Linked DNA regions of Mus musculus: all the other regions are linked to region 2. The links are chromatin contacts, called in public HiChIP or PLAC-seq and promoter capture Hi-C maps. All regions are on one chromosome and are shown on one strand. The core of a region is the stretch at or near the end of the contact, and the rest is flanking DNA. Distances in the headings are between cores, read along the strand shown.

Region 1 (3,525 bases), core at 126-2,625, 480 kb before region 2:
CAGGAAAAGGAGGTAGAGCCAGGAAAACAGACACTGAAGACTGCAAACTCATTCAAAGGAAAGGTCAGGAAGTTTTGCATTTTCTTGAAATTCGTGAAAATTAACGGTATCTCTACTAGTAAGAGTAACTTCTAAACAGCCTTAAGACCCAGACTGATTGTGCTCGGATCCTACACCAACAAGCTCAATCCTGGAGCAGTGCTCACACCTGAAATTCCCACCACACTGGATACTGAAACAGGAGAAATGCCCAGGTTCCAGGTGAGCTGGGGCCACAGAGCAAGACTCTGTCTTTAAAAGGCAGTCACAGGGACAGTTCTAACAACTCCTGAATGCTTCCTCTGGTAACAGCATGAGCCACAGGTCACAAAGAATGAAGGCTGAATGTACATTGACGCATCTCCCACACATAACTCGGAGGAATCACCAGGGCAAGTTTACAAGCAACAGAATGACCCTCTGAACAGTTTGATCATGCAAGTTCAGGATGCTGTAATTTTCAACAAATGCACCGTTGGCTGAGAGAATTTAAGAAAAATTATACACGTCCCTGACGCCAAAAAGAGGACCCTTGGGCCGGACGTGGTGGCGCACGCCTTTAATCCCAGCACTTGGGAGGCAGAGGCAGGTGGATTTCTGAGTTCGAGGCCAGCTTGGTCTACACAGTGAGTTCCAGGACAGCCAGGGCTATACAGAGAAACCCTGTCTCGAAAAACCAAAAAAAAAAAAAAAAAAAAAAAAAAGAGGATCCTTAAAGGACGTCTTTATAACTAGACCCTCTACCACATCATCATCCCTACAAATCAAGATTGCATAAATGTTCGAAGTAGGCTTGGAGACCGTGGACTCGCACCTCGGGATCACACACAACTGTCACCCCAAGTCACCCACTGGAAACCCCACGGCCCTGACTAGGTCTCTGACAGGAGTCGGTGAAGCACAGCCGAGCCGCACATTACAAGGTGGGAAACCATTCCACCTGCAGAGACGCGGGGCCACCTCTGGCCGTGACAGCAGTGCGCGCGCGCCCGCCCGAGCCGCAGCCCGCCCCGAGGCCCGGTCCGCCGCCCTGGGAGAGCCGGCGCGCAGTCCCGGGACGGCGGGCGCGGCTCCCCGAGGCCCGCGCAGCTCCACTGGCTCAATCCCGGCGCCCGACCGGTGGCACCGCCTCAGAGACCCGGAGGGACGGCCGGGAGCCGGAGCCCAAAGCTCGGACGCCAGGGGCGTGCGGGGCGCAAGAGTTCGCGGGACCAGAAGGCCGCCCGGACCCGCGGGTCCTAGCCGGCTTCCTACCTCACGGGCCCGCGACTCGCGGGCAGCGCGCTCAGCAACGCCCGGCGGAAGTGAAGGGCAGCCCAGCCGCTGAAGAGGGTCTGCGCCGGCCGGAAAGGGGGCCAGGGCATGGGGACGGGGCGGGACGCGGAGCGCAGAGTTCCGGGACCGCGGGGGGCCTGCGACCTTCCGCGCTTTACGGCCCGCGGCAAGGGTAAGGCGGGCGCGCGCGCCGACGCGCCGTGACGTCACCGCGGCGGACCGGCCCGCACGTGCGCTTGTTTGGGTCTCGCCAGGCCCCGCCCCTCCCGCGCCACCTCCGCCTCCGCCTCCGCCTCCGCCTGGTTGACGACGAGTGTGCGGGGACCTGCCAACGTCCTCCGTCCCCGCTCCGGGTCTCCCGCCGGCCTCGGTGTGTGGGCAGTTCGGGTGATCGTCTGCCGCCAGGCCTGAGCTCCGATCCTGCGCGAGGGGTCCGCAGCCCAGAACCACATCTCTCTGCCCGTGGTCACCGTTGTCCGTCCCTGCACGTCGCTTAAGGCCTTTCAGTGCTTGGCTTGGGCAGAAGTTGTACTGTGGGCCTGGCCGCACCTTGGAGGCCGAATCAGCTGACCTTATTTCCCATCTTACTCCTTGCGGCTGCCCAGAGGGAAAGCATTGTTCACTGGAGCCTCAGAAACATCTTCTGCCTTCCATCCCCCCACCCCCGCCCCCAACTCTCAGCCACATCCCCTAGTTTCTTTCACAGCACTCGTTACTAGATTAAATATATGTGTCTCTACACTGGTGTAGACGTGGCCCTCAGATATCTTGAGGACCTAACCTTACTCAGGTGCAGCTTCTCAACACCTTCACCCCGCGCCTGGCGCACACCATCCAATCATCCTTCGCACAAGCAGCAAGCGAAATGGTGTGCTTTAGTTTAGCCTATCTTGTCTTATGAGCTAGTCTTGAACATTATTGCTAGGCTGTGTACCTTGGTGCTGTCTTGAGCGCTCTGACTAGGAACAAGAAGGCTTCAAGAATCTCCTTTTCATGATGTCATTCATTCCCCAGCTTGCTTAGTTTATACCCAACTCACTAGCCATGAATTTCTCCAAGACTGCCCAGATGAGAACTGACAGTAAGACTCAACTCTACCCGGTTCCTTTTTTTTTTTTTTTTTTTTAGTTTATTTGTTTTATTTAAGTTTATTTGTAGCTGGGCAGTGGTGGCACACGCCATTAAACCCAGCACTTGAAAGGCAAAGGAAGATGGATTTCTGAGTTCGAGGCCAGCCTATTCTACAGAGTGAGTTCCAGGACAGCCAGGGCCACACAGAGAAACCCTGTCTCAAAAAAACAAAACAAAAACAACCAAAAAAAAGTCTATTTGTTTTATTTATTTATTTATTTATTTATGTGTATGTTTTTATAGGCAAAGTCTCAGTCTAGGCTGGATTCAAATAGGTACAGAGGATGACTTAGCTCCTGGTCCTCCTGCCTCCACCTCCCAAGTGGCTTGCTTCACCACACATTCAGTTGCCCTTGTTCTCCTGAAACATTAAGCTCAAGACATTTGGAAGCCCCTAGTAGATGAATCCTTTCACATTTTTGGTTAAGTTTTTAATGATACCTATCCCCAAAAAATGAAAATGAAAAGACACTGACCAATCAAAAATATTTGGGGATAGGTTTTTTTAATTTGTCAGGGAACCAAAGGTTTTTGGGTTTGTTTTTTGTTGTTTGTTTGTTGTTTTTCCTGAGCCATCTGCCTACTTACAATTTCCAGACATACAAACTTTGTAGCAACCTAGTTATCTACAGGACAGGGTGAATGAAATGAGGTGGTGTGTTATCTATGTGTCACACGTAGGGAATGTTTCTCTCACCCACAACTGTTACTGACTCTACTAGAAATTGCTAAGTCTATCCGAGCAGTGATGGCACACACCTTCAATCCCAGCACTTGGGAAGCAGAAGGAGGTGAGTCCCTGTGAGTCTGCGGCCAGCCTGGTCTACAGAGGGAGTTCCAGGACAGCCGGAGGTACATACAGGAACACTGTCTCGAAAATAAAAGATAAAATAAGTGTTAAGTCTGAAAGCTCTTCTTGCGCGCGCCAGACTAGATGCTGCAACAGGATCCTTCTGCACACGTTTATTGGGAGAGCTTGATTGTAGAGGCGAAGAGACCCCAAGCCCAGAACTGGTGCTGCTTATATAGGCCTAGGAGAGGCGTGTCTCACACCCGGATTGGTTATGCACTACGCCTCAT
Region 2 (3,857 bases), core at 1,220-3,719:
TATTGTTCCTGTGTACAAGTGTCAAATGCCACTAGGCACTCACTGTGTTAAGAGAAGAGGATAAATCAAATGTTTTTTCTCTTAAGGAGGCCATAGTCCCTTACCACCCTAGGAATTTTCTCTGAATTTTACAAATCAAGGGCAATGTCTAATACAAAACAAACTGGGTTAACAACTAAGCCCCTACACGACCACCTGCAGAGAAGTCTTCCACAGACTGACCGGAAGCAGCTATGCTGTGAACACCTCTGTTCAAGGACCTAACAGATGACTCAAGCCAGGATAAAAGCAGATACTTCTGTGACGCTGAGTGGGTGGCAAAAAACTGGTGTCAGTGTGCCACTGTCTGAATCTTAACCGTTTCTCAAAGGCCCGTGTATGCACGGTGTAGGTAGCCCTCTGTCTGGTTCATTCGGAGTTGACAGAGTTTGAGAGTTAGGCTTATTGAGAGCTCCTTTTGGTGTGTGCCCTTGAAGGGCTTCATCATGCCCAAAAGCTACAGGTCCAACTGACCACATACTACCCTGTCCATTTAAATCTCGAGTGTTTGATACAGCAATGAAAACCTAATATACACTGCAACTTCACAAAACCAACAGAACTCACGGACACACAATCATACCTAGACACTATCTTTGGGTCACACTATTCGGCATGACAACAGAACTGTGCTAAGCACTGCAATGCAAGGCAGTAAACAGAAAAGAGGGGAAAAAAAGGCGGCGGCTGAGGAAAGAAACCGCTAGCGTGAGTACTGCAAACAAATGGAAGGGTCTTCTTACCTAAGCCCAAAGCCATTAGTCTAGGGCAAAGCAATTGTTCTCAACTAGTGTGATTTTGATTCTTTAAGGGACATTTGGCAAAGTCTGATGACAATTTGGGTTGTCACAACTGATGGAGTACTACTGGCATCTAGTGGGTAAAGGGCAGAGGTACTACTAAAAAAAAAAAAAAAAATCACACAAGCTACAGAACTGCCCATCACAACCAAGTATTGTGCTTCCCAAATATCAACAGCACCGAGGTTAAAAAACTTTGAGTAAAGAGTCTATCCTAGTCAATGAGTGAGCACCACTCCATAGCTTAGGGCTGGCCATGTGACCATTGTACAATGACTGAAATGTTCTCTAGTCTGCACTGTGCAGCTGTAGTGGTTGGCTCCTGAACACCCAGATTATGGGTAGTGAAACTGACGTGCTGAATTTACAATTTGTACTGATTCATTACTTTGTTGTTGTTGTTGAGACTGGATCTAGCCCCGTGACCAATGCTAATCTCAAACGAGTACAGTATTTCTGCCCGAGCCTTCCAAGTGCCAAATCTCAAGCCTGTGTCACTACTCTGGTTAACTTAAATTTACATAGACACATATGGTCCGCTGTTACCAAGTTGGATGTCTTAACTCCTAATGTTTTTCTAGTTTTACAGGCTGCTGCTTTCTACTCTTCTGAAACCACCTACTCAACTGACTGTTACTAAGATTTGGCTGGGGGAAAAACACGTGCTCTCTCACATACTCAGCAAAACATTACCGAATTAAACATTCCCTATTTCGAACACCTGGAAACACCAGTGCACTATTACACACACGTATACTATTGCAGAAGCGGGGAAGGGCAAATCTTCCCATTTTCACTTGCAAGGGAGGGTGGCCTGACAATCTTCTGAGCATTGGATCACGTGCTTTGACCTATTTCTACACTTGGCCACTTCAGAAGCTGCAAAGAGAAGGCGGGACACCATAAGCAAATTCTCCACCTCCTCAGAGAGGCCACTCTCCGATCTAGCTGGCTTTTGACTGAGGCCACACTGAATGTGTCAGGTACTGCGCTAGGTTCTGCACATACCTTAAGTCAATTCATTTTCACTGCTATCTGGGAGCACCAGGAGGTTAAGACTAGCAAAGATAGGGCTCTTGGATTTCCCGCTCTAAAGCAATGTGCTAAGAGCTGAAACCGGAGAGGTCAATACCGAACCCTCGCCGCGGGCAAGCAGAACCGCTAGGCGCTGCAAAGCCAGGGCGGGGTCCCAGGAGCTCTTACTTCTCGATCTCCAGCGCTGCAACCTTCCGCTTTTCGTAGAGTTTATCATTCAGGGCCCTTACGATGTTGGGAGTGAGCGGCGCAAAATCCTTCTCTGGGTTCATGGTGGCAGCTCGCGCTGCGCCTGGGAGCCTCCAGACACCTTAGCCCGAGGTTGCCTGGGCCGTGCCAGGGCCGGGGGAGTGTGCGGCTCCGCGCGGACACCGGAGCCTGCTCATGGGCTATGCCGCCCAGGGCCCGCCTGCCTCGTCCCGCCGCCACGCGCCGCCTCGGGTCCCCCTGCTCCGACCCTGCTCTCCCACGCGCGACCCGGTCCGCCCCACGGCTCACGCGACCAGCTCCCGCCAGGAACCGGCAACGCTCACTGGGCCGCGGCCATGTTACTCAGGTCACGTGACGCCGCGAGCACTTCCGCCTTCCGCCGACCGAAGGTTCCGCCCCCCCAGGCCACGCCCTCTCGTGCTTGCTGCAGCGGATTGGCCACACTTGTCAGGGATCCACCCCACTCTTCACCTGCTGCTGGCTTCGGTGCGGGTTTTTGCTGAGAGTGAAGAGCAGGTGGTGGGAGCCGTTTCAGGCTCACTGCCAGAGCTTTGCGCAGAGCGGGGGGCTTCTGGAAACAGTTTATAGAGGGAGCCTAACTCAAATTTAATTTATGCATTAATTCTTTGGTCACTTAACAGTCACTTTCGCGTATGCCAACGTTTCCACCATTTTCACCATATCTTAACCATCTGTCTGATTTTACATTTTATTTCTGCGTGTGTGCATGCACCAACGAGCGCCTTTGGAGGCCATAGGGCAACTTGGGAGGGAGTCGGATCTCCCCACCCACTCACCATGTGGGGGTCCCAGGATTGAGCTCCAGTCCGCCAGGTTTGGCGGCAGATGCCTTTGTCTGCTGAGCCACCCCTCTAATCCAATTATTATTTTAGAGACAGGGTCTCAAACTCTCTCTATAGCTGAGGATAGCCTTGAAATCTCGATTCTCATGCCTTTATCTGCTGAGTGCAGGGATTACAGGCAAGCGTCACTACAGTTGATCTTATGTGGTGCTGGGCGTGGAACCCCGGGTCTGGTCAAGTCTACCAACTGAGTCAAACCCTCAGATTGTATTTAATACACATGTGCTACTCAGATGTGTGTGTACATATGTATGGAGATCCGAGGTCAGGTGTCCTCTTTTTTTTTTTTTTTTTGTTTGTCTGTCTGTCTGTTTGTTTTTTCGAGACAGGGTTTCTCTGTGTAGCCCCGGCTGTCCTGGAAGACCAGGCTGGCCTTGAACTCAGAAATCCTCCTGTCTCTGCCTCCCAAGTGCTGGGATTAAAGGCGTGAGCCCCCATGCCGGGCAAGGTGTCCTCTTTTGCTCTTATTTTTCCACCCTTATTGAGACAAGGTCTTATGTGTCCTAGGCTGGACTCTATGCATAGTGATTAAAAAAAAAAAGTCCTGGCTAATTTTTATGTCAACTTGATACAAGCTAGAATCATCTGAGAGGAGGAAGCCTCAATTGAGAAAATGCCTCCATTAAGATTGGGCTGTAGGCGAGCCTGTAAGGCATTTTCCTAATTAGTGATTGATGTGAGAGGGTCCTGCCCACCATGGGTGGGTCCACACTAGGCAGAGGTTGCTGGATTCTATAAGAAAGTAGGCTGAGCAAGCTTTAAGGAGAAAGCCGGTAAGTAGCATTCCTCCATGGCCTCTGCATCAGCTCCTGCCTCTATGTTCTTACTTTGAATTCCTTCAGCGATATAAGCTATATGGCGAAATGAACCATTTCCTCCCCCAAGTTACTTTTGGTTTTGGTGTTTTTAT
Region 3 (3,516 bases), core at 306-2,805, 420 kb before region 2:
GCTGTTGAAAGCTGTGTCCCCACTCTGACCATCCCAGAGCTCGGGAGGCTGAGGAAGGAAAATGGAGGGTTGGAGGTTTCCAGGTCAGAGACCCAGCCCCCAATAAATAAATAAATAAATGAATAAATAAATAAAGTTTCCAACATTAAAACTTGTTCTTTCCTCAATATACATAACACGTCTGTAGCAGAGGCAGGTCCGAAAACAGTACATCCCAGCAGGGGCTTAAAAGGCCTTCAGAACTTTTATTTATTTGTTTGTATTTGCAAGCTTGGGGCCAGACCCAGGGCCTTGAATTACAAGGTGACTTCAGCCACAGGACCTTGTAACATATTTCCATTTACAAGCTAGCCGTTCTGCCTGGCCTCTCCTTTCCCTTCTTCCTAATGAGGTCGTTTTGATCAATCACAAAGAAACATACTTAAGCAAACCTTTCCTTTCTTCACCAGGTCTCTCCTCTTTATACTGTCTCCTAGCCTCAAATGATTTATTTGGTGTGACTATTTAATGCTCACCTCCCAATCACAGTCTATGTTACATCTCAGTAGGAATCCTGGCTGGCTTCACTTCACCGTTACAGTGTATTTTCAGTATCTAGTAAAGTGGTCGTCACCCATGCTCATGATTAATTATACTAATCTGTAAATAGCATGCTCTGCACTAACATACTCCAAAGCACACCAGGAAACTTAGACTGTTTGAAAAAATTGCTGAATATATTTGTTCGGGTGAACCTGAAGGTATCAACTATTCTGTTTTTAAGAATCGAATCGGGCCGAGGGTCGTAGCACACGCCTTTGGTCCCACCACTCTTGAAGATCTCTGTGAGTCGAGACCAGCCTGGTCTACATAGTGAAACCCTGTCTCAAAACAGCAACAGAAAGAAGCGAGTCTGGAGTGCTGGCTCACGCCTGTAATTCCAGCACTTGAAATGCTGAGGCAGGAGAACTGCCGCGAGTTCAAGGCCAGCCCGGGTTACAGAGTTGAGTTCAGGCCAGTCTGGGGTAAGGTGTGAGAACCTAATAAAGAATGAATGAAGATGCCTCTTAGAGAGACTCCATTTATCTTAGTCACCCTGCTCTTCAGGCCTGGTTCCCTAACCCCCTAAGAGATTAAAATTAGAGGAGACAAACCCTTAGCTCTGGGTGGCGACTGAAGAGCAACCGCGATCTTCCCAAGGTCTTGGTCCTCTGCAAGTCCACCAGAAACCACACCACTCTCAGTGCTCCGAGGGAATAGCAAAAGCTACTCTCGAGATCCGGCTCCTGCGGAGACCGGGTCCTGACCCAGGCCAGGGGCGGGACCGCCCGGCAGCCCGCTGCAGCTGCCCCTCCCCCTCCAAGCGCCGGCTCTTCTCGTAGAGCTCTCGGGGCTCACTTGCTTTTTTTCCCGAGGGTCCGGGTCCCCAGGTCCTTCCTTGCCCGGAGCCCACCGCCACTCGCCGGCAGTTACCTGCTCCCTCAGATGCGCACAAGAAGCTATACTCACCCGCCACAACCGGTGCCAGAGCCGTACCTCACCATCCAATCAGAGCGCTCTGATGAAAAGTGACCCGCTACGCCTTGTCATCCTCTGATATGATTGGTCCACTGGCATGCCAATCATTCGGAGCGCGAATGAGCTAACAAGCCGGTTTCTGGGAAGGCTCCTGGGCTCGGCTGATGCAATGCTCAAGAAAGCTAGGACATGGAGTGTCACGTGACAGGGTTGACTATTGGCTTCAGGAGGCAGACATTTTGGGTTCTATTGGCAAAGCCCTAATAGTTGACAGTTAACAAGAGGAATGAAAACATGAATTTGGTGGCGATCACAGATTTTGGCATAGAACTGTTTAACTGCAAAGTGATACACGTACCTCAAAGGTTCGTTTTTCGGCCTTTTGAAACGGAGCAAGGTGGTCTTGAAATCAGGGGATTTGCCAGTCTTGCAGGTGTGCACCAATCAAATGTTCTTATTGTTATCGCGTATAGATCGGCATGCCTTCTTTAACGGTACCCTGGACTGAAATAAGTGCTTCAACCACGCCGAAGCGCTTTGGCACTGACTGATACGTCCGGTTCTCTCTTTGAGACAGGGTCTGGATAAATTGTCCAGGTTGGCCTTGAATTTTTCACTCTTGTCTTAGCCTCCGGAGTAGGAGGCAGTACAGTCCTGTGACATTAGGCATAGCTTTATATTTGTCCTTCAGGTCCCAATAAGAAGAAATTCGGGTCTTGATTTTGAAGAGGAAGAAATGACGTAACCCAAGTTAAAGGACATCTGTCCCTCTGTTTGCTTTAGAAAACAAGTCAACATTCTTAGGAAACGCCTACAACGGTGACGCACATCCATAGTCCCAGCACTTGAGAGCCAAGAGGATCAGAGCTTAAGGCTACCCTTGGGCCTTGGGCACAGTCTCAAAATAACACACACAAAACCTAAAATCTATAGGTAAGGCATCACACTAAAAAGTTCACACACCGTTTAATTTTTAAACTGTATTATCAGGTCTGCTAGTACCACTTTTTCACAGATGAGGAAACCCCAAATTACACGAAAACTTTTTCATGATGTACAGCTTTACAGAACAAAGAGAGTCATAAGTCAAGGTAATTTTAAAATATAGTGATGGTTATATCTGAAAGGCGACTATAGCAAGATGGAAAGCTTTTCTATAGACCCAAGATGTTATCTGATGGCATCTTTAGCTTTTTGGATGGTGGAAGCCAGTGGTCTGGTAAGTTAATAGATTCCAAATGGTTTCTATCTGTTAGTACAAGACTTTATTAGTTCAAACACAGAAATGGACAAAGAATGGTTGTTTTCAGAAGGCCAGAACTAGTCCAAGACAAATTCAATTAGCCTGTGAGCTTACGACATTCCTGTCTTCACAGTACTGACCTCAGATCTAATCAGTCAATTAGTATCCACAGACATAGTATAGTCTCTTTCCAGTTTTTGTTCACAGCTATATACCAAGACCTTGTCTTTTTATTTTTATTTTTTCCTCTGTTTTTACATAGTCCCTGGCTATCAAATAACTCAACAAATAAACCAGGATGGCCTTGAACTCACAAAGATTTGCCTGCCTCTGCCTCCCAAGTGCTAGGTTAAAGGCCCTTGCAACAGGATCAGCTTTTCTTTTTTCTTTTCTTTTCTTTTCTTTTTCTGTCTGTCTGTCTGTCTGTTTGTTTTTCGAGACAGGGTTTTTCTTGTATAGCCCTGGCTGTCCTGGAGCTCACTCTGTAGACCAGGCTGGCCTCGAATTCAGAAATCCGCCTGCCTCTCCCTCCCGAGTGCTGGGATTAAAGGCGTGCGTCACCACGCCCAGTTTGCCCAGGGTGTCATAAAGAGATGAGCAGAGGGCTAGAGAGATGGCTCAGTGGTTAAGAGCACTGGATGTGTGCCACCACCGCCCGGCAGGATCAGTATTTCTTAAAATGTAGACACTACTCCTGTGAAGGAATTTCTATTCATAGGTCAATTCAACAACAAATGACAACTTGAAACTTCAAGTGACCTGGAGAAGGCATCTAT
Region 4 (3,962 bases), core at 999-3,498, 430 kb after region 2:
GAGACATGACATCTACTGTCAAATGGTAGCCTGGGTGTGGTGCTGGAGATGAGCAGGGACAGCGGGCAGAAACTAAGGAGGTAGAAAGTGTATTGACTCTAGTTAAGAAGATTCTGTCGGTATCTATCCATTTGCTGTGACAAATGCGTGTTAAGGATTGGTGACCTGGTTTATGTGAGTGGTTGCTGTTGCTTTACAAGTCACAGCTTGGTGGCTTACTCTGCTCATCTACATAAGAACTGTACACTTGCAATGGGGACTAATCTCATGTTGAAGATGGTGGCACCCTTCCCAATCCTGAGAATGTGTGGGCATGACACTTCCTATTACAGGAGGTAAATTAGTTCATGGAAACTAAGTCAAAGAATTTTGGTGGAAGAATGACCCTAAGTTATTTAGGAGGGCCCCATGGTCATTGTAAGATATAGTATCATGTATCTGGTTTGAAGACAAAGGAAGAGGCCACAGCTACGGGGTGGAAGCAACATCTAGAGACTGGGAGCAAAAAGGGACAAGGCCTTCCAATGGGACTCTCCCTGCTGACATGTTGGTTTCTAGTTCAGTCAAAATGATTTTGGACTTTTTTTTTCTAGAACTGCAACATCTATTTAAGCCACTAGCCTTATAGTATTCTGTTATAGCTACAATAGGAAACTTATACAGACATCAGTATGAGTGACCACTACTACTTGGCAGTGTCCATATGCCTTACTTCCTTACCACCCCTACATCACTATGCACCCCCCCCCAAATAATTCCTTCTGCCATCTTCCTGAGAAGCCCATTGTTCCTACTCCCATCCTTTTGCCACGAGATAATATGCCTAACTTAGTTCAGTCCTGAGTGTTCTGCCGGGTTTTTGGTGGTTGGCCATGAAAGAACATTCTAGTATCTAAACAACTGATTTACCCTTTGTGTCTTCCAGCACCAAATCTCACCACCTTGATGATCATAGACCCCAAAACTAAATAAAACCAATTTGTGAATAGTAAATCAATATTACTAAGTACTCCCCAACAAGCAGGATGGAAGAGAATATTTTAGCATCATGTGTCAGACAGGCTAAGGTAGTCAAACTCATTCATGGAGGCAGGAGAACAAACATTTATTTTCTTCATTTCTTATTTTTGAGTCATTCCAAGAGTCCCATAAGCCTTTTATTCTTACAGAAGTTATACACAGAGAGAGGGACAGACAGATACACAGACAGACAGATATACAGAGATTAATGAGAAAATTGCAATTTAAAAGATGAAGCAGAAGAAATGAGATGTCTCCGTGGCTATAAGCACTTGCTGGTCAAGCCTGCTGACCTGTGTTCAATCCCCAGAACCTACAGTGGAAGAAGAGAACCAACTCCGGAAACTTGTCCTCTGACCTAACAGGCATTCTGTGGCGTGAATAACCTGCACACATATGGGGATTGGGAGGCAACTATTTCAGAACAAGTTGTTGTTTTCTCTCTTTCTTTCTTTCTTTCTTTCTTCCTTCCTTCCTTCCTTCCTTTCTTTCTTTCTTTCTTAAGATGAAGAAATTTGTATGAGGTCAAACAGCTGACAGGTCGCAGCGTTTGAACTCATATTTGTCAGATGCTAAATCTCATGGTCTGGGCCATTCGAATCCATGAAACCCATCTACAGTGGGGCAAGGGTTAGTGTTCTGGATTAGCACTTAGAAGGGGGCACACTGGGACACCTAGGGACTAGCTCCTTGAGTTTAGCGGTCCTCAGTTCCTTATAGCGGATGGCTAAATCCAAACTTCCAGAGTCCTCTGCAGGACTTCAGGCCCCTATTACTAATTACTGAGGCAACAATTCACTCAATCAGTGCTTGTTCATGTGGGAACCTGGCTGTGCTGAGGCAGGACACAAACCCCTCTACTCATTTGTGCACAGCTGGAAACTATTCCCCAATAGGTCTGGCTCAATCTGGAGCCCCAAGAGTGATGACTAACTCCCTTGTAGCTTTGGGCCTGGGACTCCCTAACCCTTCAGGTGGCTAGTAAGCCCCTCCTTGCTGCCCTCTGATTCTGTCTGCTCAGGGGAGACTGGCAGAAGAAATGTTAAACCCAGGAGCTGCATAACACCCCAGAAACACAATCACCCTAAATTCTTAGCTGGTCCAAGTCAGTGCTCATCCCTTGAACTGGGCTGTGGAGTCTTGAAATAGCCTGGCTTTGCTCCCTGTGGTGTCTCCAGGCAGCTTTCGTAGGGTCTAGTTGACATTTGCAGTAAAGACCTATTAAATCCAGGCCTCCTTCCTACAGCTGAGACTGGAGGGCAGCTGCAGCTGCCAAACAGTGGGGAAGAGCTATTGAAATCACACGTGGGACACACACACACACACACACACACACACACACACACACACACACAGAGAAGCTTGTTTGGCACTCACAGAAAGAAAATCTCCTTGATGCCTGCTTTCTGTGGAGGTGGCTGAGGGAGAATTCTAGAGGGAGTCACAAGCTGCTGGGGGACAGCAGCAAATCCAAGAGCCCCACCATAGCAGTAGCGGGGGACAGACTTCCTCACCTGTAACTCATTTACTCTTATTGATCTTCAGATCAAAGGGGATCAGTTCACAAATCAAAAGATGCTGCTCCTTACCTCCTGCTATGTCTGCAGCCTGCCTCACCGGCTTCGAAAAACCCTCCTTGGGTCTTGATTAGCCTAGACATCTCCAGGTTGGGAGCTGTGTCGTGGGGGCAGGGACTTAGGGGTGATCTGTTTGGCATCCAACAGCTCAGCATGCTTGAACTCAGATGTCCCAGGCATTAGCTCAGAGATGAGAAGCCCGGGGGCCCTGAGTCCTGACGCTTCTGCCACCATCCACTTAGTTTATAATCTTTATTAGGTTACCTCCTAGGGCATCTTTCTCAGCTAGGGAGCAGGGGTGTGGGAAACAAAAGGATTGGCTTCAAATCCCAACTGCGGACCTAGGGAAATAGATGGCTTAGTGGATAAGATCATTTGCTCTGCAAGCAGACGGACTGAGTTTAAATCCCCAGCACCCGTGTGTGTGTGTGTGTGTGTGTGTGTGTGTGTGTGTGTGTGTGTGTGTGCCTGCCTGTGGGTATACACCCATGAGTGCAGGTGCCCATGAAGGTCATAGGTCAGATACCTTAGAGATGCTGGAGCAGGAGTTACAGGTGGCTGTGGGCTGCAGGTGTGGGTGCTGGGGACTGGACTCGAGTTCTCCAGAGGAGCAGCCAGGGTAACCACTGAGCCATCTCTCCAGCCCTCAAAGATCATCTCCTTAACCACTAAGCTTAACTCCCAGAAAGATCCCATCCAAAGAGTTGACAACAGATACCTTTAGAGGGGCAGTCACAGAGGGATATCTTCTATTTTGAGGTTGTTGGTTTTTTTAATCTACTTTATCATTTTTTCTAGTATATGATTTTACATTTATGTCGTAAAATGCATAGCACTTTAAATGATTTTTTTTAATTTGTATGTTCTGTCTGTGTTTTGCCCAAATGTAGCTCGTCCACCTCATGTATGCAGTGACTGTGGAGGCCAGAAGTGAGAAGATCCCTAGTTATAGATGCTTGTGGCTGCCATTCAGGTACAGGGACTCAGACCCAGGTCTTCTGTAAAAGTCGAAAGTGCTCTTGGCCACTGAGCACAATGCATTTAAAAAGGCGTCTTAAGGCCTGGTTGTGGTGCCAACCCTACTACCTGAGAAGGAGAAGCAGAGGCAGGAGGAGCTCTGTGAGTTCCAAGCCTGGCTTAGTCTACATAGCAAGTTCCAGACTAGCCAAGGCTACAGAGTACGATCTTGTCTCCTTTCCCCAGTGTTGCTCTCCCTTCAAAAGAGGCATTTCAGGGCTGGAGAGATGGCCTGGTGGTTAACAGCATTCACTGCTCAGACAGAGAACCCAGCACCTATACAGCAGCTCAGTCAGCTGCAACTTCAGTTCCAGGGGACCCTCTTTGACCTCCGAGGGCACCAGGCAC
Region 5 (3,637 bases), core at 485-2,984, 300 kb before region 2:
AGGGAGCATGGGCGGGACCTCGTGGAAGCAGACAACCATCTGGTTCAGATCAAGACTGCTCACTCAGGACCCTTACAAACTTCTGAAGAATCTCCTCCTTCCTGGATGGCTCACAGGGTTTCCCTCCCTCCCTTCCCCACTGGGAGACTGGGAGACAGGGGAAGAAAGTGTGACCCAAAGGAAAATCCGGCTGAAGGAAGACAAACAGAAAGCAAACAAACAAAAACTGAATTATGCAGTCAAGTCTGTGTACCCTCCATCCCTCTTCAACTCAGAATCACCACAACTAAACAAGAGATCACCGCCTGTAGGCACCGTACCTTCTTCCACAAAGCACTCAGGCAGGCATCCCCCACACCATCCCCCAGAAGGGGCAACCCTCCTCCAAAGTTAGCAGCAGGAGTCAGATTAGCTTAGAATGATGACCAGAGTCCTTCAATGTCACCATCTTCATAGAGGTAAACGGTCCCTTCCAACCCACACTTCTGAGCCCACCAAGCATGAGGACGGGATGGCCAAACAGTTTCTAGACATTTGTAGACAGGAGTATGGGTTACTGACAAGGAATGACTGACTACTTCCCAGGGGTCCCAGGGGTCCCTGAATTATTCTTAGTACACAGATGAAAAACAAGAGGCAACATGGGAGGAGATGGATGCAGTTGGCAAGAGAGAAGCAGAAAGGCTAACTTGAACGAGCAGCAAAAGGACTGAGACTCCTTTCCAGGTGGAGGGCTGTGCAAAGCAGGGACAACAGAAGTAGTGGAAGAACTAAACAGGGAACACTGGAGCTGTATATGGGGCTGGGAAGTTTGATTCAGTCACAGGGGCATGACTGGAGGGAAGTAACGTGTCTTATATGGCAAAGGATGGAAGGAACAAGAGGGACAAGGGACAGTGCTCAGGCCAGCGTCCAGAGAGGACGGGCACACCATGACCAAGTTTCCGGTGGGTTCATGCCTCAGTTTTTCCAAAGTAGGAAGGGGATCAAGCTGTCAGGTCTTATTAGAGAGAACTAGGCCACAGAGTGTGGCTAGGGGTCAGTGCCAGGTGGGGGAAAGGCCGAAGGGTAGAGGAAAGAAGTGAAGATGGTGCAGACAGCTTGTGACCAGGAGAAGTGGGGCAGGGGATTCCGGATGGAGCAGGTTCCCAAGCGCCCTAGGGCTGGAAGTACCAACACCTGGGGTGTGGAAGTGTGGACGAGGACAGAGAACTCCAAAGGCTGAGGCTGGGGGCTGCCAGCAAGGAGTGTTACAGGAGTGCCTGAAAGACTGGGAGTGGTTAGATATGCAGAAGCAGAAGACGGGGATCCCGATCGAGGCCAAGGCAATCGGACCCCCGCCCACACGGCGCCCAGACCCGAGGGAAGTTGCTGGGCTGGACCCGCTGGATCTGGGCCTCTGGGCCAAGCCCGCTGCCCGCACAGAAGACGGTAGGGGCAGCACGGGGCCCGGGGAGCCCCGCATCCCGCCCTCTCTCATCCCGCCCGCGCACCTCAGTCTGCGCTGGGCGCCGCGCGGGCCATGCTTGCCGCTCCTGCCGCCGCCTCCGCCCGTGCAGAGAGCTGCCGCCGCTGCCGCCGCCGCCGCCGCCGCCGCCGCCTCCCGCGCCTGGACCCGTTAGCTTCACCGCTCTCCAGTCCGCCAGCCTCGGGCCAGTCCCGCCCTTGCCTGGCCCTGCCCTCCCGGAGCGCCGCGGCTGCAGCTCAGCCCGGCCCCTCCCCCCACCCCTACCCAAGCTAAAGGGAAGGGTGGGGGAAGGGGGCGGGTGCCCCCTCCCCATTCACATCCTCCGGGGCTCTCCCCTCCCTCCTGTTCCCCCACCACCACTCGCTCAGGCATGCTGGGATATGTAGTCCAGCCTGGCAGGACCCGCCAGCATCGCTCTGCATATAGGACTATTGCTCCCAGAAAGCAATGCACTCCCATATCTGGGCTCATGGTCTTTGTAGTTCTGTCCGGATTTAGAGGGTTAAGGCACAGCACTAAGGGGCGTATTCTTCAGTTTCACAGCCACGCGACTCTGGGCTGCTGAAGCCTGGGAGGTGCAGTCTGCGGTACCCCAGCCGGGCTTTGGTACCTGGTTCATCAAAGGATGCGAGTAAGCTGAGGATGCCTCTCACACAGGACTGTGATCAACTGCGGCCAAGCCCAGCTCAAGGGAACTGTTTGTACTTGCTCTTGCCAAGAGCCACGACCTGAGCCAGCTGGGTTCATGCCCTGGCCCAGCAAGCTGCAACTGCAGTGAGGGCACTAGGTCCAGGCTGTTGAAAAGAGGGGCACCAGCAGCGATGTGGAAATAGGGTTTGCCACTATGTGACTGGGCACCTCACATTGCAAACTGTCTTGCTTGTAGGCACCCTACAGCCTTTATCCATTAGGGCATCTCTTGACTTCAGACTTCTGACTCTTAGATGCCTATTCTCTAGGGTAACATGCACACATTTTAAATATTTATCCACATCAGTGTTAGGCAATCCTTTCCTCAACTTTCAAACCAAGCTCCAAAACCATTAGGAAGTTCCTAATTGATGACACATTCAGTCTCCAAATGTCTCTGACTGACCAATGATACTCAAACGACTTCTGGTTCATTAGTTCTGGGACCCTAGAATTTTAAGTGTGTTCGTTCTTTCTCTTATTATGTAACCCAAGGTAGTCGTAAATTCCCTTTGTAAGCCAGGCAGGCCCGCCTGGAATCCATGATGGATTCTCTTGCCTTAGCCTCCTGAGGGTTGTTATTATGGACACTGAGCCATCACACCCTGCAATGAATCTTTTGGGTTCAGACTCCATCACAGAAAGCCTGACCTAAGATTGAACTCGAGTAAACTAACAGACCAGTACCTAGCACCGGTTTCCAGGTTACTCCCCAACAAATCTGCACCCCCCAGGTTACAAGCCCGCCCCCTGGCACTTCACTTTCTAACAACCACCAATCAGGAGGAAAGCAGAAGTTAAGTTTATGGTTTGACTTCCAGCATTAAAGGCCATCATTCCGCCCGTCGTCCCTCCCCCGCCCCCCCCAATCAGATGTGTACCAGACTAGAGACCCACTTCTTGCCTCTAAAAATGCTTGCCTGAAACTAGGTTCAGGGCTCCACTTTCCTACTGTGTCAGCGTTGGTAAGAGACAGGGGGGGGGGGGGAGCTCAAGCTTAAATAAAGAGACTCTAATGCGATTGCATCTGATTTGGCTCCTTGATAGTCTTTTCGGGATTCACGAATGCTTCCTGGCACAACACTACAGCTCAGGAGAATCTCACAGACCAAAACCCTACTTCTTTACGATGCAGTCATCAGGAAGGCTAGGCATTCTATCTCCAAGCCTCTACGAGAAGCTAAATTCTAACTTCATTGTCAGCTGACATACCAAGAAGCCAGGCGTGACACCTACGCATTCCCCCTCCTTTTAAAGCACAGCTGCACAAATGCAAGCTAGGTTCTTCTCTTCCTCGATTCTTTTTTTTTTTAAAGATTTATTTGTTTGTTTTATGTATGTGAGTACACTGTAGCTGTGCAGATGGTTGTGAGCCTTCATGTGGTTCTGCTCGCTCCGGTTGGCCCCGCTCACTCAGGCCCAAAGATTTATTTATTATACATAAGTACATTGTAGCTGTCTTCAGACACACAAGAAGAG
Region 6 (3,614 bases), core at 730-3,229, 440 kb before region 2:
CCAAGCTGTAAGGTTGTGTGTGCTAACCTAACCAACCTCTTGTGCTGGGATTAAAGGCGTGTACCACCACCACCCAGCCAAAATGTATACTTTTTTCTTGACACTTATTAAGTAACCCCTTACTTAATAAGTGCCACACAGCTTCCTCCAATTCAACCCTAAGTGAAGAAAAGCCCCTATAATCCTGGTCAGGCCCGCTCTGCCTTATGGAATAGCCAGGCTGTAAGCGATGCCACAGTATTTAGGTGGTCCCCATTTGAGTAGTCCATTGCTGCACTGAGCCTTAGTGCCAGGAGCCAAGCCTGGACAGGACACCAGGATGGGACTGGGCGTCCTTCCAGAGCATAATCCTTCAGTTACCCAACTCCTAGACATGATTTTGTCCTAAAGGAAAGGATAGGGGGGCACCAGAACTTCTTTTAACTCTCTCCAGTTCCCTCCCCCCACCCCCAAAAAACAGGGGTTTCTGTGTGTAGCCCTGGCTGTCCTGGAGTCTCCTCAGACTTATCACCTCAGCAGCTGCCCCAGACAATGCTCCAGGGCACGAGGTTTCTCCTACAAAGCACATCACCCCTTCTTAGTTACAGTGGGCTAATATGAACACTTAAGGCAGTAATGACTCGGAGCCCTTGAAAACACAGACTCAACACACACCCAGTTCAGAACAGCATTGTTTCTAACTCTAGTATCAAGAAAAAACACAACAGATGTATTTCCAGTCATAAAATAGTTTTTATGTTTTACTCTGAGTAGTGAGAAGGCAAAGTCCCCTGGTCCATCCTCTCAAAAGAATCAGTTTATTATGTATTGGAGCCAATGGCTGGCCTGCACTGGGTCCATCTCCTACAAGACCATAGCCCCTTATCTCATTTACTAGGTAAATCCAGCCCAAGTCCTTTCCAACTTGGGAGTATGGCTGCTTTCAAATCTCTCCAACTGGATCGTGTTTCCAACGGCCTTTTAAACCTTTCCAACAGAGCTGTCCAGTGCTTTGGTTCTGTGCGCCCAACTGCCCCACTCTTCGTTTCTCAGCTCTGCGGAGTCAGGCGACCATCAGCGCTTGGTCCTTTAGGGAGAGAAGGGCGATAGCAGTCCTCGAATCCTCGTCGCTCCGGTTTTTTCCAATCAGGGTGGGGCGGCGGCACCCCTCCGGCGGGCAGCCCGCACCAAACACTGCTGCAGCACTGGGTAGAGGCGCTGGCAGCCCTCCAGGCCCAGGCGCACAGCATCGGTCCAACTCTCAGTCTGCCCGCCTTCCCCACTGCCCAGTAACCCGGCCACCTGATTGAGCACAGGCATGAGGGCCACCGTGAGACCGGCCGCGGAGTGCTCCTCCTCCAGCCGCGTGGGGTCCAGCAGCCAGGTCGGGGAGGGTCCCGGGGTGAGGCTCAGGCCGCAGCCCACCACCAGATCGTACATCTCCACTCCCGCGTCGGCCAGGGCGAGCGCGGCCGCGGTGAGCGCCGCGGCCAGCGCACAGCCGCCGTCCTCCAGCAGCAGCGCCGACACCTCGAGCTGAGCACGCGGGTAGCGCCCCAGGCGCACGGCGGGCTCCAGAGCCTCCTGTAGCGCCAGTCCCAGCTCGCGATCCTCCCCGCCGCCGCCCTGGGGCGCGCGACGCCGGCGACCGGAGAAGGGAGCGCGGCGGAAATCGCAGAGCAGGCGACCCCGGAGGGCAGCGGGAGCTTCCCCGCCCGCTCCCGCAGGGCCGCTGCCGCGCTCGCCGCCCTCGGCCTGCCGCGGACCGGACACGGCGCACAGCACCTTGGTCCCGCCCGCCTCCAGGTAGGCGGAGCCCTTGGCCTGGCTCAGCAGCCCGGCGCGCGCGTACACCGGGCGGAGCCGCGTCGGGTCGCGAGCAGCGGGCGTCTCGTCGTCTTCGGCCGCGTACAGCTGCGGCGGCTGAGACTCCTCCGGCCCGCGGATGCGGCGATGGTCTCCCGGCATGGCGGCTACCGGCGTGCGAGCTACTTCCGCCTGCTGGGCTGCCCTTGCGCACCCGGCTCTTCCGCTCGCTTAAAGATGCGCGCCCGCGCAGAGCCTATCGGGAGAGCGGTAGGTGTGCGCGCTGCCACCTAGCGGAGTGGAGGAAGAACGGCGAGGTATAGCTGGACTCCTATGCTGGTACTTTAGCTAGTCCTAAGGAACGGATCTGTTGTTATTCCTAGAAGTTTGCATTCAGACTGTTTCACATAAGCTTGCCCAAGGTGAGAGGTTTTTGTTTACTCGTGCAATTAGTCCTCTGGCTGCTTCAACACTTGTTTAATAAATGGACGGTATCTCTCTTTGTACAACTAGATATTTCTAACACTCTGAGGAACTGTCATAAGCAGACAGTATCTCTGCTTCCAGACCCTGCTGTTTGTAGATTCATACAAATTGCATTTTAGGGCTGGGCCAGGGTCTTGAACCTACTTTAGGTTAAAGCAGTAGGGGTGGGGCAGTTAGTAGGACACACCTACATGTTCATACTGCCTATATCAGTTGTCTGACCTCATATCAGCAGCCTCAAACAGGCATGTGGACAGGCATGGTGGAGGTTGTCCTAAGAGACTAAGAACAGTGGTTCTCCACTGGAAGCAACTCAGAATTATTTTCCTCCACCCTTCTATTGAATTTCCTGAACTTTCAGGAGTCTGGGAGTCTATTCGGTGATACCATCAACCAGAAACAGGCTGGAACCGTAACAGATATACAGGAGCCAGGGCTCACCTCAGGACAAGAAGCAGAGCGCATGACATCACCAAGTATTGCACATGGTCCTTTTTATTTTCTGCAGAGAAAAGGCTTCCTTCCTCTGCAGACCTAAAGCCTCAGGCTGGCAGAGTGACCTCATCTAGATGTGATCATGACGTTAAAAAGCATTCCTGGGTAGTGATTTTAGACAGATGGTGCTGACATGAATGGGCTCAGAGCAGTAATGGAGGGGGGCAATGAATCACAGGACAGCTCCAGGCGTGTTCCCATTACCGCTGGATCAGGACGGACAGGGCTGCTGAGAGGTCCCATGACTCCAATGTCTTCGTGGCGGGAGGAGAGCTCCTGGCTGAATTCCCGCCTTCGGACATGTCTGGTTGATGGCGAGTTGCTTTCCCGAGAGGGCTTCCCTCCCATCAGTTCTTCACATCTCCCAGACGGAGCTGGGCAAAGGAGGTAGCCAGCTGCAGTGCTTCCTGAAGGCAGCCCACGTTCTTGCCTGTGGCCTGGGCGGACATGTCCTTGCCACCGCCTTTACCATCCATCAGGCCTGAAACCTGCTGGACCCACTCGCTGGCTTTCAGTCCCCGGTTGGCTGCATTCTAGGAGATAGGAGGGGAAAATGGTAGTCAGAATGGGATTGAGGGGGGAATGGCAGGCGCCCCCAACATCCATTTGTATCATGTGTGATGCTACCACAGACTAACACTATAGCTGGCACAGGAGAGCAGCTATGGCTACTGCCAAAGTGAGGACAGAGAGCAAAGCCAGGCATTAGCCAGGAGTGAAGTCTTTCACCAAAAGAAAGCCCGAGGGGTAAAGGTGCCGCAGGAGGCGACAAATGATAGACAGATCAACAGTTTCTAGTGAGGACTGCGTGCACACAAACAGTCTTGGCAAATGCTGTGAAGAAGCCC
Region 7 (3,688 bases), core at 558-3,057, 350 kb after region 2:
AATTGAAGGAGAATCCATACAGGAACATTGCTTGCTGGCTCACTGGCAGGCTCATGCCTAGCTAGCTTTCTTATACAGCCCAGGACCCCCTGCCAAGGGAATGGTGCTGCCCACAGTGGGCTCAAGATGATTCCCCACAGATATTCCCACAAGCCAATCGTGAGATTCCCTTCTTAGGTGATTTTAGGCTGTGTCAAGTTGACACTAGAACTAAATGGATATCTAGAAATCAATATGAAAAAGGGCATCTGCATTTTAAAAGGCAGCGGATTCACATTAGAGCCGTTGTCAATAATGAACAGTCAGAGACTACTCTATTGGACTAGCAATCAGGGAAACACAAATAAAGTGATCGCCATTCTTTTCCCATCAGGATAATAAAAGTCTTAAAGAACGGGCATTTCAAGCATTCACCAGTATCCAGGGCAAGCCGCACAAACTGAGACAATGAAGCTCACTATACTCAGGAGTGTTGGAAAACAAAACAGGTAACTTTAAAAATAGTTGGATGGTTGTCGTTGCAGGCCCATTAATGCGTGAGCCTGGGCCCTAAAGCAAGATCAATGGTCCCAATTGTGCTGGTGAACATTAGTGCAGGGACAGCTGTGCAAACTGTAGAAATCACAGGGGTGTGAGTGCGAGATGGTAAGAAGGGAACCTCCCAGCCCCCAGCCAAGCAAGGTGTGATTCCCCACATGAGCGGATGCTCTCCAGGAAGAAACTGATGTGAACTTGGGATCCCCAAAACACAGACGAACAATGACTCAGTGGGTGGGCGCATATACCCTCTAGTGATTTGTGAGGATGACTGGGAAAATGTCTAATACATTTTATAAAATGTCCTTAAGGAGTCCCACATTGAAAGCTTTTTGGTGTTTCTGTGACTGTCTGGGTTTGGAAAAAAAAAAAAAAAAACCAAACAAACTCATTATCCTGCATGAGTTTGGATTTTTTTTTTTTAAACTAGTTTCAAATTTGATCTTAATTAAGGTCTGAGTTCTAACACGGACGCCCGTGACTCCACTGTTTATGCTCGTTTAAAATAGAACTCTTGTTCTACAATCTTCCAGACAAGCTCCAGGTGGTACTAGACATGAAGTGGGGCCCAAGTTGCTTTAAGTAAAGATAAGAGCTAAAACACAATCGTCTAATTAACACTCGGGCGCTTGTAATGTTCCGAAATAAAAAACGAAACAACCCCAAGCAGAATCAGGATTCCAGAAATTGAAGCACACACAGAACCCAGGGCCCCGAGGACAGCACAGACCTACAAAGCGCTGGTCCCCAGCTCCAATCCTGGGGCACTCTCTGAGCCCTAATTGCGCACACTCACAGAGAGGCACAGAGGCGGTTAACTGTTGCAGTCTTGCTTCAGGGTCGCATAAGAAGAGCACGTTTGGGATTTTTTCCTTTATATAATTAGCCACACATTTGATCTTCAGGGTCATTTTGAGAACGGGGCAGGAACAGCTGAAGGAAGGGCATGGGACCTGCCATCCATTTTCCTAGGGAAGACTGAAAGCGATTTGCCCAAAGCTGAAGTTAGAAGCGAGCTTCCAGGCGGGAATCCCAAGTACAGAAATCCAAGATCCCCTAAATTCAGTGGGGTGAACAGTAGGGGCCATCTCATCAGTCCCCATAAGCTCACTCTTTCACCCTGAGACCATTGAGAGATCCGGTAACCTCTGTACACTCAGAATCCCAGGGCAAACTCCACACCGCGCTCCCTGACGAAACTGGGTTTCAACTCACAGTCTCTGCACTTTTTGCGCGCCACTTTTTGCTGCACTGCCGAGTCCATCTTGTTACCATCTGTTGCCACAGCAACCGCAGAGTGTGGCTCACACTCTAGTAAGAGGAACGATGATTGGAGGAGGCGGGCGTCCCTAGCAACCGCCAGGTAATGAACCAACAGATTTCCTTTACAGTTTCCTGACCCACAAGCTTCTCTCCCACCCCAACGCCTTCCTTAGCCAGACCTTTCCTGGGTCTTCAAAGCCACTTCACACATGATCTCCGCGAACACCTGCCTCTTGGTGATTCAATCGGGATCCCCATTTCCACAGGAATGTTTAGCCTGTGGTCCTTTGACTTCCTCCAGGGGTCCAGAAATGCCCTTCAGTTAAGTGCTGAAGGAACTGAAAGCAATTCCTAGGACACTGGATGCCCATAGCATCCCCAAAGAGTAACTTTTAGATGGATTAGCCCGTCTTTCTTTTAGGAGACAGAAAATAAAGTGGTGTTCTTCCCAGAGTTCGTTTACAAGTATTTAAATCAGCCCTTAAAACACCTCCCAAAGATTTTTACTAGTGATCTTTCTTTACTCATTCGGAAAAAAAATTTAAAAATTAAAAAAAAAAAACCCACATAGCTAATGATCAGTGATTATTGGCCAAATATTAGTCACCAAGGGAATATTCTAGGCACTAAAAGATTCCAACTGCCAAGAGGGCTTCACCAAGAGTTTACCTCCGGTATGCACACGGTCATAGATGGTGTTATGCATGTTGTCAACAGAGTTATGGCGGGGGAGAGGGGGACGTGGAGCTGGACAGGGTTGTCAGGGATGGCTCTTTTGAGAAGACAGCCCAGAAGCTGAAACACTGGAAGATAAAAGTGACTGGCGGGCCAAAGAGAGAGCAGGGCACAGCAGAAACAGGAAGTTAAGGGCAGAGCTGAGATTGAGTTAGTCCCTTCAGCAGAGGGGGCGGGGAGGACTGTGATGAGATATAAGGAGATGGCTCTTTGCAGAACTGGCCCCTCCTCCTCCAGTACCCAGTGCTCCTGTCCCCTGTCACACCCTATCATGTCACCCAATTTATTTCCTTCACAGACCTTCGTTAGCTTCTTTTCGCCCTGTGGGCTCCATCAACACAGACTGCATTATTTCCATCCCTGCACTTAAAATAGTAACCGGTCTGAGACGAACACCGCATAAATACTTGTTGGCTGCATGAAGTGGCACACCGCAATACCAGGAACCAGGGGTAACTGTGGGGGTGTGAAAGAGAGTTAAGACAGAAAAGCTTCTGTCTTCAGGGACTTTGGATGCCTGTGGAAGAAATGAATTACAAACTGTACTGGCAAGCCATGTGCAGAACTGGGTGGTTTCATTTCTGAGTGTTATGGGAAGTCATTCTGCAACCCCCCCCAAAAGTTCCTTTATTCTTTCTATTGCATCTCAATTCAAGGTTGCACATGTAAAATACCTCCTGTATACCAACCACTGATAAGGAGCCATCAAGACAGACATCAACTCTGTCTGAGGAGCTTATGCCCTGTGGACAGTATGCCCAGCTCAGTTGACACTGGTGGCAATCTATGGCCTCCGATGGCCACTGAGTTCTTGCCTTGTGTCTGCTCCTAACTAGAAGGTGGGATAGATGTGAACTTGTGTCATAAAGACTTTGAGGAAAAGAAGAATGAAAAAAATACCTCTTTGCTAATTTAAAAAATATTGATTTCACATTGAAATGACGAAGTTTTAGATATGCTAGGTTGGACGTTTTGTTATTAAAACCAATCTTCAATTTTCTTCTGCTTAATATGGCTGTTAAAATACATATGCGCCTAGTCTTAAAAATGCACTTGACAGTGCCTCACTACCAGGAGCCTGATGCCGACTGAATGCACAAATGAATTCTCAACATGATGTTAAAGTGGTCACTGGGGCTTGGCACATGGAATA

The links. Promoter capture Hi-C pulls out the DNA fragments that hold promoters and counts their contacts. HiChIP or PLAC-seq counts read pairs in DNA pulled down with a chosen protein or histone mark. Capture Hi-C pulls out chosen DNA fragments and counts their contacts.
Region 1: a promoter capture Hi-C map of liver shows a contact between it and region 2, with 2.3 times the contacts expected there. The contact joins the promoter of Pdpr here to the promoter of Vac14 in region 2. A contact is called at or near these places in 6 of 39 promoter capture datasets (the 3T3-L1 cell line, the C10 cell line, the SN4741 cell line and 3 more), 1 of 15 datasets of contacts at CTCF or cohesin (the NIH/3T3 cell line), 5 of 484 Hi-C or Micro-C datasets (CD4 T cells, CD8 T cells, embryonic stem cells and 2 more), 5 of 115 datasets of contacts at active chromatin or transcription factors (the 230-238 cell line, astrocytes, bone marrow-derived macrophages and 2 more) and 3 of 9 other capture datasets (adipose tissue, embryonic stem cells and liver).
Region 3: a contact with region 2 is called in an H3K4me3 HiChIP or PLAC-seq map of the SCID.adh cell line, with 14 read pairs. The contact joins the promoter of Aars here to the promoter of Vac14 in region 2. A contact is called at or near these places in 9 of 39 promoter capture datasets (the 3T3-L1 cell line, 3T3-L1-derived adipocytes, the HPC-7 cell line and 5 more), 6 of 115 datasets of contacts at active chromatin or transcription factors (the SCID.adh cell line, embryonic stem cells, extraembryonic endoderm stem cells and 2 more) and 2 of 9 other capture datasets (adipose tissue and embryonic stem cells).
Region 4: a contact with region 2 is called in an H3K4me3 HiChIP or PLAC-seq map of embryonic limb bud, with 4 times the contacts expected there. The contact joins the enhancer-like site here to the promoter of Vac14 in region 2. A contact is called at or near these places in 10 of 39 promoter capture datasets (the 3T3-L1 cell line, 3T3-L1-derived adipocytes, HPC-7-derived erythroid cells and 6 more), 2 of 484 Hi-C or Micro-C datasets (cochlea and embryonic fibroblasts) and 12 of 115 datasets of contacts at active chromatin or transcription factors (embryonic basal ganglia, embryonic forebrain, embryonic hindbrain and 7 more).
Region 5: a contact with region 2 is called in an H3K27ac HiChIP or PLAC-seq map of the NIH/3T3 cell line, with 4 times the contacts expected there. The contact joins the promoter of St3gal2 here to the promoter of Vac14 in region 2. A contact is called at or near these places in 4 of 39 promoter capture datasets (the SN4741 cell line, cranial neural crest, liver and 1 more), 1 of 115 datasets of contacts at active chromatin or transcription factors (the NIH/3T3 cell line) and 2 of 9 other capture datasets (adipose tissue and pancreatic islet).
Region 6: a contact with region 2 is called in a promoter capture Hi-C map of pre-B cells, with 5 times the contacts expected there. The contact joins the promoter of Exosc6 here to the promoter of Vac14 in region 2. A contact is called at or near these places in 12 of 39 promoter capture datasets (the 3T3-L1 cell line, 3T3-L1-derived adipocytes, the C10 cell line and 7 more), 2 of 484 Hi-C or Micro-C datasets (LSK cells and embryonic stem cells), 3 of 115 datasets of contacts at active chromatin or transcription factors (astrocytes, extraembryonic endoderm stem cells and memory CD8 T cells) and 2 of 9 other capture datasets (embryonic stem cells and liver).
Region 7: a promoter capture Hi-C map of pancreatic islet shows a contact between it and region 2. The contact joins the promoter of Hydin here to the promoter of Vac14 in region 2. A contact is called at or near these places in 5 of 39 promoter capture datasets (the 3T3-L1 cell line, cranial neural crest, hippocampal neurons and 2 more), 4 of 484 Hi-C or Micro-C datasets (granulosa cells, liver, myocytes and 1 more), 4 of 115 datasets of contacts at active chromatin or transcription factors (the 230-238 cell line, astrocytes, embryonic forebrain and 1 more) and 1 of 9 other capture datasets (pancreatic islet).

What each region holds. Positions count from the first base shown.
Region 1 is chr8:111,092,595-111,096,119 of GRCm38.p6, reverse strand. It overlaps Pdpr (pyruvate dehydrogenase phosphatase regulatory subunit), which reads right to left and starts at 1,375. Exons shown (of 18, transcript NM_198308.1): 1 at 1,294-1,375.
Region 2 is chr8:110,617,179-110,621,035 of GRCm38.p6, reverse strand. Vac14 (Vac14 homolog (S. cerevisiae)) reads right to left here and starts at 2,469. Exons shown (of 19, transcript NM_146216.3): 1 at 2,043-2,469. The coding sequence starts at 2,146.
Region 3 is chr8:111,031,881-111,035,396 of GRCm38.p6, reverse strand. It overlaps Aars (alanyl-tRNA synthetase), which reads right to left and starts at 1,555. Exons shown (of 21, transcript NM_146217.4): 1 at 1,134-1,555.
Region 4 is chr8:110,187,882-110,191,843 of GRCm38.p6, reverse strand. No RefSeq gene overlaps it. Among named protein-coding and RNA genes, the nearest start is that of Calb2, 22 kb to the right of the region's middle. Within about 2 kb of position 2,248, at least 15 of the 459 cell types and tissues checked have an H3K27ac peak or open chromatin away from gene starts, as enhancers often do. A contact at or near this core is called in embryonic basal ganglia, embryonic limb bud and oligodendrocyte precursor cells, where this site is marked.
Region 5 is chr8:110,917,962-110,921,598 of GRCm38.p6, reverse strand. It overlaps St3gal2 (ST3 beta-galactoside alpha-2,3-sialyltransferase 2), which reads right to left and starts at 1,734. Exons shown (of 7, transcript NM_009179.3): 1 at 1,494-1,734.
Region 6 is chr8:111,054,704-111,058,317 of GRCm38.p6, reverse strand. It overlaps Exosc6 (exosome component 6), which reads right to left and starts at 1,979. Exons shown (of 1, transcript NM_028274.4): 1 at 654-1,979. The coding sequence starts at 1,947. The coding sequence ends at 1,126. It overlaps Aars (alanyl-tRNA synthetase), which reads right to left. Exons shown (of 21, transcript NM_146217.4): 21 at 2,749-3,299. The coding sequence ends at 3,114.
Region 7 is chr8:110,265,096-110,268,783 of GRCm38.p6, reverse strand. It overlaps Hydin (HYDIN, axonemal central pair apparatus protein), which reads right to left and starts at 1,807. Exons shown (of 87, transcript NM_172916.2): 1 at 1,753-1,807; 2 at 1,334-1,515. The coding sequence starts at 1,448. Gm26832 (a long non-coding RNA gene) reads left to right here and starts at 1,762. Exons shown (of 5, transcript XR_879191.3): 1 at 1,762-1,900; 2 at 2,834-2,987.